Linked DNA regions of Mus musculus: regions 1 and 2 are each linked to region 3. Evidence: chromatin contacts called from public Hi-C and HiChIP or PLAC-seq data. All regions are on one chromosome and are shown on one strand. Each heading gives the region's core, a stretch centred on a gene start, on an enhancer-like site or on the middle of the called end of the contact. The rest is flanking DNA. Distances are from core to core; before and after follow the strand shown.

Region 1 (2,700 bases), core at 122-2,621, 290 kb after region 3:
TGACAGGGGAATAAAATGTGCAGCCAAAATTGATTAATTTATTTATTCATTCATCTCGCAAATATTTACTTAGCGTTTCTGTGCCAAGAATAATCTCTGATCCTCACAGGGTATGTGCCAGAGGTGGGGGGGGGGGGGTCCTGTTTCTGGAGGAGCCTCTATTCAGGTTCGCAGAAATACATGTAAAAACCTGTCACTGGCAGCAGGTTTTCAGGCTTGGAGAAGCAAGAAGTTAGGGAGAGAGGCACGGTGCTGGCATGCTGAGGTGTGAGGTGAGTCTGGGGGTGAGGAGAACAAGATGTGAGTCTCACGTGTTTTACAGAAAAGTGTTTCAAGAAGGTGTGACATGGGTCTGGGGAGAAAGGTCAGTTGGTAACATTCCTGCCACAGAAGCCTGAGCTCTAGACTCCGGTACCCCTGTAAACGGTGGTACAGAGCCAGGCACCTCTAATCCCAGTGCAGGAGGCAGAGACAGCGGGAGCCTCAGACCTGGCTGGCTGGCCAGCCTGGCTGAATTGGCGAACTCTAGGCTCAGTAAGCGACGCCATTGATAAAATTTGAAAGAGAGAGAGAGAGAGAGAGTGTGTGTGTGTCTCAGTTCTTAACTTCTCACGCAATACAAAATGAAGACAATCTGCCTATCATTTGTGTTGTATTAGGTAGGTATCAAGTGCAATCTAAAGACAATTCAAAGCCTGTGTGACATAGCTTTTATGCAAATACCACACTGTTTCCCATAAGAGAGTTGAGCACCCATGGGTTTGGAGATTCTGGGGTCCTGGAGATCCTGAAACCAGTCCTGTGAGTTACCTAGTAATGGCAACAGCTGGCCTCTATTGTAACAGGCTCCTTGAGGTTGGTGTATGCCAAGCGCACTCTAGGACACGGGACGACTCCCTGCTGGCTAGGGTACTGTGGCTAAGAGGCCTTTGTGGCTTAGGCTGGCATGGTCAGGGGAGACGGGGAGACAGGACTAACAGCATGTGGTTAGAGCAGTGTTAAAAACTTATGATGTTTCCCCTCTGGGGCCTGGGGGAGGTGCTTCAATAGTACTTTAAACGTGGAACTTCAATATGTGTGCCACTTGCCTGTGCATAAGGTGGCCAGCTTTCAAATTCCCTAGCCCAGATCCTGTGGTTTCAGAAAACACATTTTAAGACACAGAAGTTTCCTGTATTTTTTTACTTTTTTTTTTTTTCCTTAACCTGGCCTGAGTCTCAGTCAGCACAAGAGTGAGCGTGTGGCCCCGAGGCTGGCTTATGTGACACCGAGACAGTGGACACAGTGGAGAGCAGAAATTCTGAGCAAAGTATCCCACTGGCTCTCTGCAGAGATGGTCAGAACTAACGGGTCTATGCTGTCACCTAGTGGGAAGGACTGGCTGCTACACATATTTAAAAATAAATGAGCAGGGCTCAACCCCAGCAGAGATGAACACTGTGGTATTGAGTGAGCATGGTGCTTGTCCTGCCATGTCTTGTCAGCTTTCTTTAAATAATTCCGTATTTGTAATTGTAGTGGCTATATTTTCTGATCTTTAAATCACTGAAGTCCTCTAATTGGAGAATTTAATTTTGTGAACTGAAGTGTCTAAATAAAATCATATTGAATTATGCCCCCGGACACCCAGGCTGTACGGCCAGTGTTCCTAGCTCTAACCCCTATCACATTGTGTCATAGTATACCATTAAAAAAAAAAGACCCGTGCTTTCTTCTTGACTGTATAAAATGACATCCTGAAGAGATGGGGCAGGGGTAGACGTCACCGAGGTCCGCTTCAGTGACTCAGGATGCAGTACCTATCAAATTCTATGGCTTGAGATTTATTTTCATTTCCAGATCAGTAAGAGTTTGCATTTGTCTTCAAATTTGGATTTCAGCTATAGGTTTTTTACCTAAGAAGGCTCATCCTCCTAACCTCAGGCCTCTTTGGGTTTCACACTGGGCTGGGAGTCACCATGGTGGGACACAGAGAGAGCCATATCTCTGGGGCTTGCAAGACTGCATTTAGACCCTGCCCAGCCCACCCTGGCTTTACAAACATGTTAGAATACTTTCTCACCAGCCTTAGCGCCCTGTTTGTGAAATGGACGTTGTAATTGTCCCAGGATGGAATGATAAGGCACACAGTTGAAATTCATGTCTTGTGAGTTAGCTCCAGATATATGGAACTGCACTGTCAGTTGATTTAAACATTTTCTGATGCGCGAGCTATATAATACTTTAATCTTGCATTTATACAGAAACACATTCTAGACTATGTTGGGTTTATAGATGGTTGGTTGATTTGTGTACTTACTTTTCTTTATGATTTTGTATAGTTGAGTGGCTAACCGAGAATCTCATCACACAGACAGTCTGTATCTACCAGTTGATCCTGCTGTGGATTTCCTCCTGTGGAAGTGCTGTGTGAACAGGCAGAGATGTCTAGTACTGTGCAGGCCTTCACTCAGCATATTTATAACCTCCTTTTGATTTTGACGAGTCCCCTGCCCCAGCACTAGAGGGTTTAATGATGGGGGCATTGTGTTTCAGGTCTGTGATGAATTTAGGGTGCTCTATAGAGTGATGTGCATGTGGAGAGAGCGTGGTTAGAAGCAGCCTGGTTTTCTAAGCTTAGCTGAGCGTGGTGCTGAGAACTGAAGGTTTTTCACTCAATAAAAACACTGATGTAGCATGAATTTTTGTTCAAGTATCAAT
Region 2 (2,842 bases), core at 322-2,821, 270 kb after region 3:
CCCCTGGACCGTCTCTCCTTAGATGAGCATTTGAGCCATTTGCAGCTTCTCGGCTGCTGGGAATACTGCCGTCACGAGCGTCTGGGTTCTCACGGAGTTTTACCAGAGATTAGAAAGGGAGATGTCACTGATGACCCCTCAGCTCTCACGTTGTCCTTTTTGAAAATTTGACTTTAAGTGTGTGAGTGTCGTTTGTGGCGTGTCTGGGCATCGCGCACATTCTTGGTGCCCACAGAGGTTAGAAGAGGGCATCGGAACCGCTAGAGATGAAGTTATAGGCAGTCATGAGCTGTCCCGTGGGTGCTGGGAACAGACCCCGGGTCCTGTCAGAGCAACAAGAGCGTTTAGCTGCTGAGTCATCTCTCCAGCCCCAGGAGCTTACAGTCTGTGTCAGCGTGTTATTCTTGAATGCACCTCACCCCTCTGTGATCTTGCTTGAATGTCATATCAGTAGCTAGAGGATATCTTGCCACTTTGAGTGACAGAGACACGTGTGTGGGCACTAGCTGTGGGTGGGACCCCTTACCCAGTATCTGGGTCTCCACCACTGACAGCTTCCTACCTCCAACCCTTTCTTACCACCCCGTGCTTACCGTGTTTACCAAAGCCTTTAGTTTATTTGCTTTTGACCTTTAACTGACTTTCTTTTTCTTTTCTTTCCTTGGTAAAAGCTCTCTCTTAGCCCACATGAAAGTTCCCTGGTACTGGGAATCCCTCCATTTTCATTCCTTCCATCTTAGGTTAGTGGTCAGAAATTACACACACACACACACACACACACACACACACACACACACTCTCCATGACCCATGACATCTTGGCTAGGAGAGCACCAGTAACTAACAATGTACTTTGTTTCTGATACTGAGTTTATGGTTACAGGTCTTTGTAAACAAGAGCGCATGCACCCTAAGAGACACCCCCCCCCCCGTTGTTTACCCTCTGGGATTATAATTGTGCCTTACGATAAACAGATCTGCAAGGCTCTTGGAGAAGACGGTGGCTAACGTTTGCTCTTACCTTCCCTGACCCTTTTCTCTCCCCCTGTCTCCTCCCCCCCCCCCCCCACGACTGTAGATCTTCGTTTGGGAGCAGAACCTCGAACAGTTCCAGATGGACCTGTTCCGATTCCGCTGTTACCTCGCCAGCCTCCAGGGCGGGGAGCTGCCAAACCCCAAAAGGCTGCTTGCTTTTGCGAGCCGGCCCACGAAGGTGGCCATGGGCCGCCTCGGGATCTTCTCCGTGTCATCTTTTCATGCCCTGGTGAGTAGAAGCAAGTGACTTTTGGGGAATATTCACCTCAAGGCTTACTCCTGAACAGGACCTGACAGAGATTCTGTAGCGTCCCCTGGTTCTGGCTCATACAGATTTCCAAAAAGGCTTCACTTGGCAGGTCATGCAAAAAATTTATTTGAACCTTTGTGGAAATGCGCTTACATAAATCTCTCTGGATAGGGCTGAAACTATTGTGTAAAGGAAACTCACACTCCTACCCCCTGTCCATAGTATAGGGAATTGCAGCTCTCCCACAGATCTTTGTGGAGACTGGAGGTCTCACTCTGTCATAGTTTGATGGCTGCAACTATATGGTGTGTTTGAGGAAGGCCAAGTTTCAGTGAGGAAGTAGCCGAACACTTGCTCTCCTAAAGAAGGAGGCTTTTGTCTGACCCCGAGAGCAAGCAGCAGGTTGTGTGCTGTACTGTGTTGACAATCTGTAATCTTGAACACTTGCTAAATTACAAACAGCTTTGTGTACTTTGGGTCCATTTCTGCCAAAGGGGAAAAACAACCCGTGTACAAGCAACACGTTGTAGCCAATGTAGGGAGACGTCCTCATAATGTAGGGGTACCGCACCCGTGACACATTTGCTGTCGAATTAGATAGATGTTAAATGTTAGGGTCCAGACAGAGCTGCCCTGGGAAGTCTCAGCTGAGTGACAGCTGAGCCCTCCACCGAATTCTGAGCTATAATTCTGCCCAAGGTGTGTTTGCATTCTTTGTAAATAGATTTGTATCATCATTCAGATAGTTAGAAGGAGATTTACATTTTGAAAGCGGTCTTAAACACCAATTTCTAGAGTTTGTTAAAACCGTCATATCTGCTAATTTCATCCCTACTTGCCCATCTCTCTGGCTGTTACAGTTTTGTTTTTGTCTGTAATAGCTGGGTGAGTGAGGACTAAGACCTGAACCCAGTTTTCACCAATGGCACGGGCTAGGTCTGTTATAGTTTTTAATTTAGCCAAATCTTCATTCTGTGTGGGAAGAAAATATGAGATGAAAATTTTCACTTTGCTCCTGTTAGAATATCCTAATCAAAAGTATTTATTTTTATTAACAAGCAAGCTCAGGTGAGGCACCACCTCTCGAACTCCAGTATCCACACCCCTTAAACTTCTGTGCTTTGATTTTTTTTCTTATAAGACATTGGAGCTTATGTCTCTGAAACAGACAAGGAGAAGCCATTGAGCCACTTGTCGTAATTGATTTTTGATCTTCTAAACTCGCCCTCTTAATGTCTATGAAGTGTGCACGCCTCATCTGGTGACAGGTGTGTGAAATCTGCCCCATTGAAGAAGTTGGTAACTCTGACGGGTCTTTTTGCTCAGTTATTTGGACGAATGCTGTTTAATTCCCTAAGTCTGCTTCTCTGTTGCTCTCTTCTGTTTCTTGCTGACTGCCTCGCCAGCGCAAACCTTGGTTTTGGTGTCCATGCATCCTGGCCTTTCTGCAGCAGGGCTTTGACTTGAGACAGAACACGTTAGGTCACTCTGTTGGGTATCTTGTTCTATTTTCTGCCCGGGCTCTTGAAGAACAACACAGGCAGGGAATTTCATTCTG
Region 3 (2,749 bases), core at 43-2,542:
GGCATGGGTCTGTATTGTTGGAACCGACAGTGTGTGTGTGTGTGTGTGTGTGTGTGTGTGTGGTTGTATCCATGGATCTACAGGTCAGTCTGGTTTGGAACAATCCTTGGGCCTGAGGTCTTGGAGCTAGTTTAAGGAGACTTGCTGTGTACAGTTTGTGAGGGAGGGGCTACAAGGCTGCAGCAGCGGGCCTGAGCCCCCGCCTGACGCCTGGCATGGCGTGGAGCGGAGGGTCTCCTAGGCTAACGACTTTCAGTTGCATTTCCTTAGGAGCCCCAAACGCACTTCTGCCGCAGTGGGGGAAGACAGGATATCCTGTAGAAACAGGCTGCCTTTGTGAAATCTGCCACCCCTGGGGACCACTTCCATCTCCCCTGCCACTCTCCCATCTTCCTTAGAGCTCTGAACCTCGTCAACACAGATCAAGTCTGCCTCCTGCTCCAGATTTCCTGCGTCAGCTCTGCGGAGGTGAGAATAGGCCCAGCAACCTGGCAGGTCGGCCCAGGGAGGTGGAAGGTCGTCAGGATGAGGCCCAGTCTAGGAGTGTTCCCGGTGGAGGTCTGGGGGCTGTGGAGATGGAGTCGGTGAGGAGGAGGGCAGGAGGTGGAGATGTGCTCATCTGAACTGGTGTCTGAGCGGCCATGAGGGAAGGGTGGGTGCTTTGCAGGCTGTTCCTGTCCCCCTACTTACTGGAAGGCTCCAGGGTCTGTGGGGAGGGATCTCAGGCTCAGGCCTGGCCTTGGCAGGTCATTTTTCAAACCTCACAACCTCTTCTCTGTGATATGCCGTATTATTGCCGTATTACCAGCCCTGTGGGTTGTCTTTGCTTGTTTGTTTTGAGTCATTCTTGCTCTGTAGCCTAGGCTGACCTTCTTCTCCTTGAGATTTTCCTGACTCAGCCTCCCAAGTGCTGGAGTTCCCTGATGTGTGCCACCACACTGGCTCAGCTCTGGGCTTTTGTCATCCACCGGCAGCACGGGGGTTGGATGGATTGTGTCCCTGGCTGCCCCCCACCCCAGGCGATGGTTTCCAGTGGGAGTTGTCTCTGGGGACTCCGGGGTTGGCTCCTGTTCCTTTTCAGGCACACAGATCGTGCGCTGTATTGCACAGGCTGCTTTTGAACTTACGACACTCACCTCAGCCTCTCTGGTGCTCGGATCACAGATCCGTGCCGCCGTGGACAGCTTAGCCTAGTTTTTCTTGCGTTTGTATCTGTGTGTCACGTATGCCTACGTGTGCCTTTGTGTTTGCACGTGTATGGGTGGGCTCATGGGTGTTCAGCTCTGCATGAGTTCTCGTGGGGAGACCGGAGATTGGCATTGAGTGTCTGCCTGACCACTTCCCGCTTTATTTATAACCAAGGCTTTGGTTAGTCAGCTAGCCTGCCCGCCTGCCCACCCGCCCGCCCGCCTGCCTGCCCGCCCGCCCGCCTGCCTGCCCACCTGCCCACCTGCCCGACTGCCCGCCCTCCGGCCCTGGGGAAGCCTTTGCTTTGTCTCTTCTATCCTTTGAGCACTGGGATCATAGGCCAGCTGTCACAGGTGGGCTTTTATGTGAGTGCCAGGAACCTGCAAATACTTTATTCACTGAGCCGTCTCCTGAGCCCCAGCATATCATCCCTTAAGCATCCTTCCTCTGGAAGCATGTGTCTGTAGTCCATCTCTCTCTCTCTCTCTCTCTCTCTCTTTTTTTTTGGTTTTTCAAGACAGGGTTTCTCTGTATAGCCCTGGCTGTCCTGGCACTCACTTTGTTGACCAGGCTGGCCTTGAACTCAGAAATCCACCTGCCTCTGCCTCCCGAGTGCTGGGATTAAAGGCATGTGTCACCACCGCCCGGCACTCTCTCTCTTCTTTTTTTAATGGATGGATAACATGCCATTGGTTGGCTACAGTGAGTTTTGTGTATTTTGACGGCCACTGGGGTCACTTTCACCTTTCTGCCATTGTGAGTGGTTGTGGCCATGACAGTAGTGTACCATTTGTTTGGCTTTTTAAAGTTTTCTGATCATCCTAAGAGTGGTGTCGCCAGGCCATATGACAGTTCTGTTTTCCTCTTTGGAGGACGCTTAGGCGAATTTCCAGAAGGGTTGCACTCTCTTGCCTTCCTATCCACAGGGCCTGAGATTTCAGGTTTCTCTCTGTCCTCAATGTCTTCTTCTATGTCCCGTAGCTGCTCCTTGGCTTTGATTTGCATTTCTCTGGGGATAATGCAGAGTGTCCTCTTGGTGCTCTGTGGCTAATTGAGTTTTGTTTTGTTTTTTTTTTTTTTTCCTCCAAAAACATCCACTCAGCTCATTGCTGATTCCTCCACTGGATCTTCCTCATTTAATTGCTGTAAGGATTCCTTATCGTTTATTTGTTCATTTGCTTGCTCTGAGTCCAGGACCCCCTGCGTGCCAGCCGGGAGAGCACCTTCCTTGCACCTGGGCCTGTCTCTGCATGCGTGCATGGTGCCATAGGTCTGACATGATTTCCATATATTTTCTCCATTCTGTGACAGTGATTTAATTTTCTTGATGGTCTTTGCATATTGTCCTTTTTCAAAACTGACAATAAAAAAATGTCTTCTTGGTCACAACTCTGTCAAAGCTGTTCTTCCACAGTGGAGTGAATTACTGGGTTTGTTTATTTATTTTCCCTGTGATTCTGGTTATATGACTAAGTTAAAGGTTGTGTTGAGGCACATAGAGAGCATTTTATTTTAAAATACTGACTGACTTACTGGCTGGAGAAGTGGCTTAGTGTTTGGA

Evidence for each region. A called contact is a pair of places that touch in the nucleus more often than the background predicts. HiChIP or PLAC-seq counts read pairs in DNA pulled down with a chosen protein or histone mark.
Region 1: a contact with region 3 is called in a Hi-C map of bone marrow-derived macrophages, with 35 read pairs. The contact joins two enhancer-like sites. A contact is called at or near these places in 14 of 39 promoter capture datasets (the 3T3-L1 cell line, the C10 cell line, the HPC-7 cell line and 7 more), 2 of 15 datasets of contacts at CTCF or cohesin (CD8 T cells and large pre-B cells), 19 of 484 Hi-C or Micro-C datasets (CD4 T cells, the HL-1 cell line, Th1 cells and 10 more), 40 of 115 datasets of contacts at active chromatin or transcription factors (CD8 T cells, the HPC-7 cell line, the NIH/3T3 cell line and 27 more) and 5 of 9 other capture datasets (adipose tissue, bone marrow-derived macrophages, embryonic stem cells and 2 more).
Region 2: a contact with region 3 is called in an H3K4me3 HiChIP or PLAC-seq map of bone marrow-derived macrophages, with 6 times the contacts expected there. The contact joins two enhancer-like sites. A contact is called at or near these places in 7 of 39 promoter capture datasets (the HPC-7 cell line, cranial neural crest, frontonasal cranial neural crest and 4 more), 5 of 484 Hi-C or Micro-C datasets (the HL-1 cell line, bone marrow-derived macrophages, embryonic fibroblasts and 2 more), 27 of 115 datasets of contacts at active chromatin or transcription factors (the NIH/3T3 cell line, SST interneurons, acute myeloid leukemia and 18 more) and 4 of 9 other capture datasets (adipose tissue, embryonic stem cells, liver and 1 more).

The regions. Positions count from the first base shown.
Region 1 is chr16:89,843,417-89,846,116 of GRCm38.p6, reverse strand. All of the region lies in intron 12 of Tiam1 (T cell lymphoma invasion and metastasis 1), which reads left to right. Among named protein-coding and RNA genes, the nearest start is that of Gm52239, 50 kb to the right of the region's middle. Within about 2 kb of position 1,371, at least 17 of the 459 cell types and tissues checked have an H3K27ac peak or open chromatin away from gene starts, as enhancers often do. A contact at or near this core is called in bone marrow-derived macrophages, where this site is marked.
Region 2 is chr16:89,863,655-89,866,496 of GRCm38.p6, reverse strand. It overlaps Tiam1 (T cell lymphoma invasion and metastasis 1), which reads left to right. Exons shown (of 28, transcript NM_009384.3): 8 at 1,078-1,263. Among named protein-coding and RNA genes, the nearest start is that of Gm52239, 71 kb to the right of the region's middle. Within about 2 kb of position 1,571, at least 22 of the 459 cell types and tissues checked have an H3K27ac peak or open chromatin away from gene starts, as enhancers often do. A contact at or near this core is called in bone marrow-derived macrophages, where this site is marked.
Region 3 is chr16:90,135,919-90,138,667 of GRCm38.p6, reverse strand. It overlaps a transcript of Tiam1 not described here. Among named protein-coding and RNA genes, the nearest start is that of Gm10789, 4.9 kb to the left of the region's middle. Within about 2 kb of position 1,292, at least 48 of the 459 cell types and tissues checked have an H3K27ac peak or open chromatin away from gene starts, as enhancers often do. A contact at or near this core is called in bone marrow-derived macrophages, where this site is marked.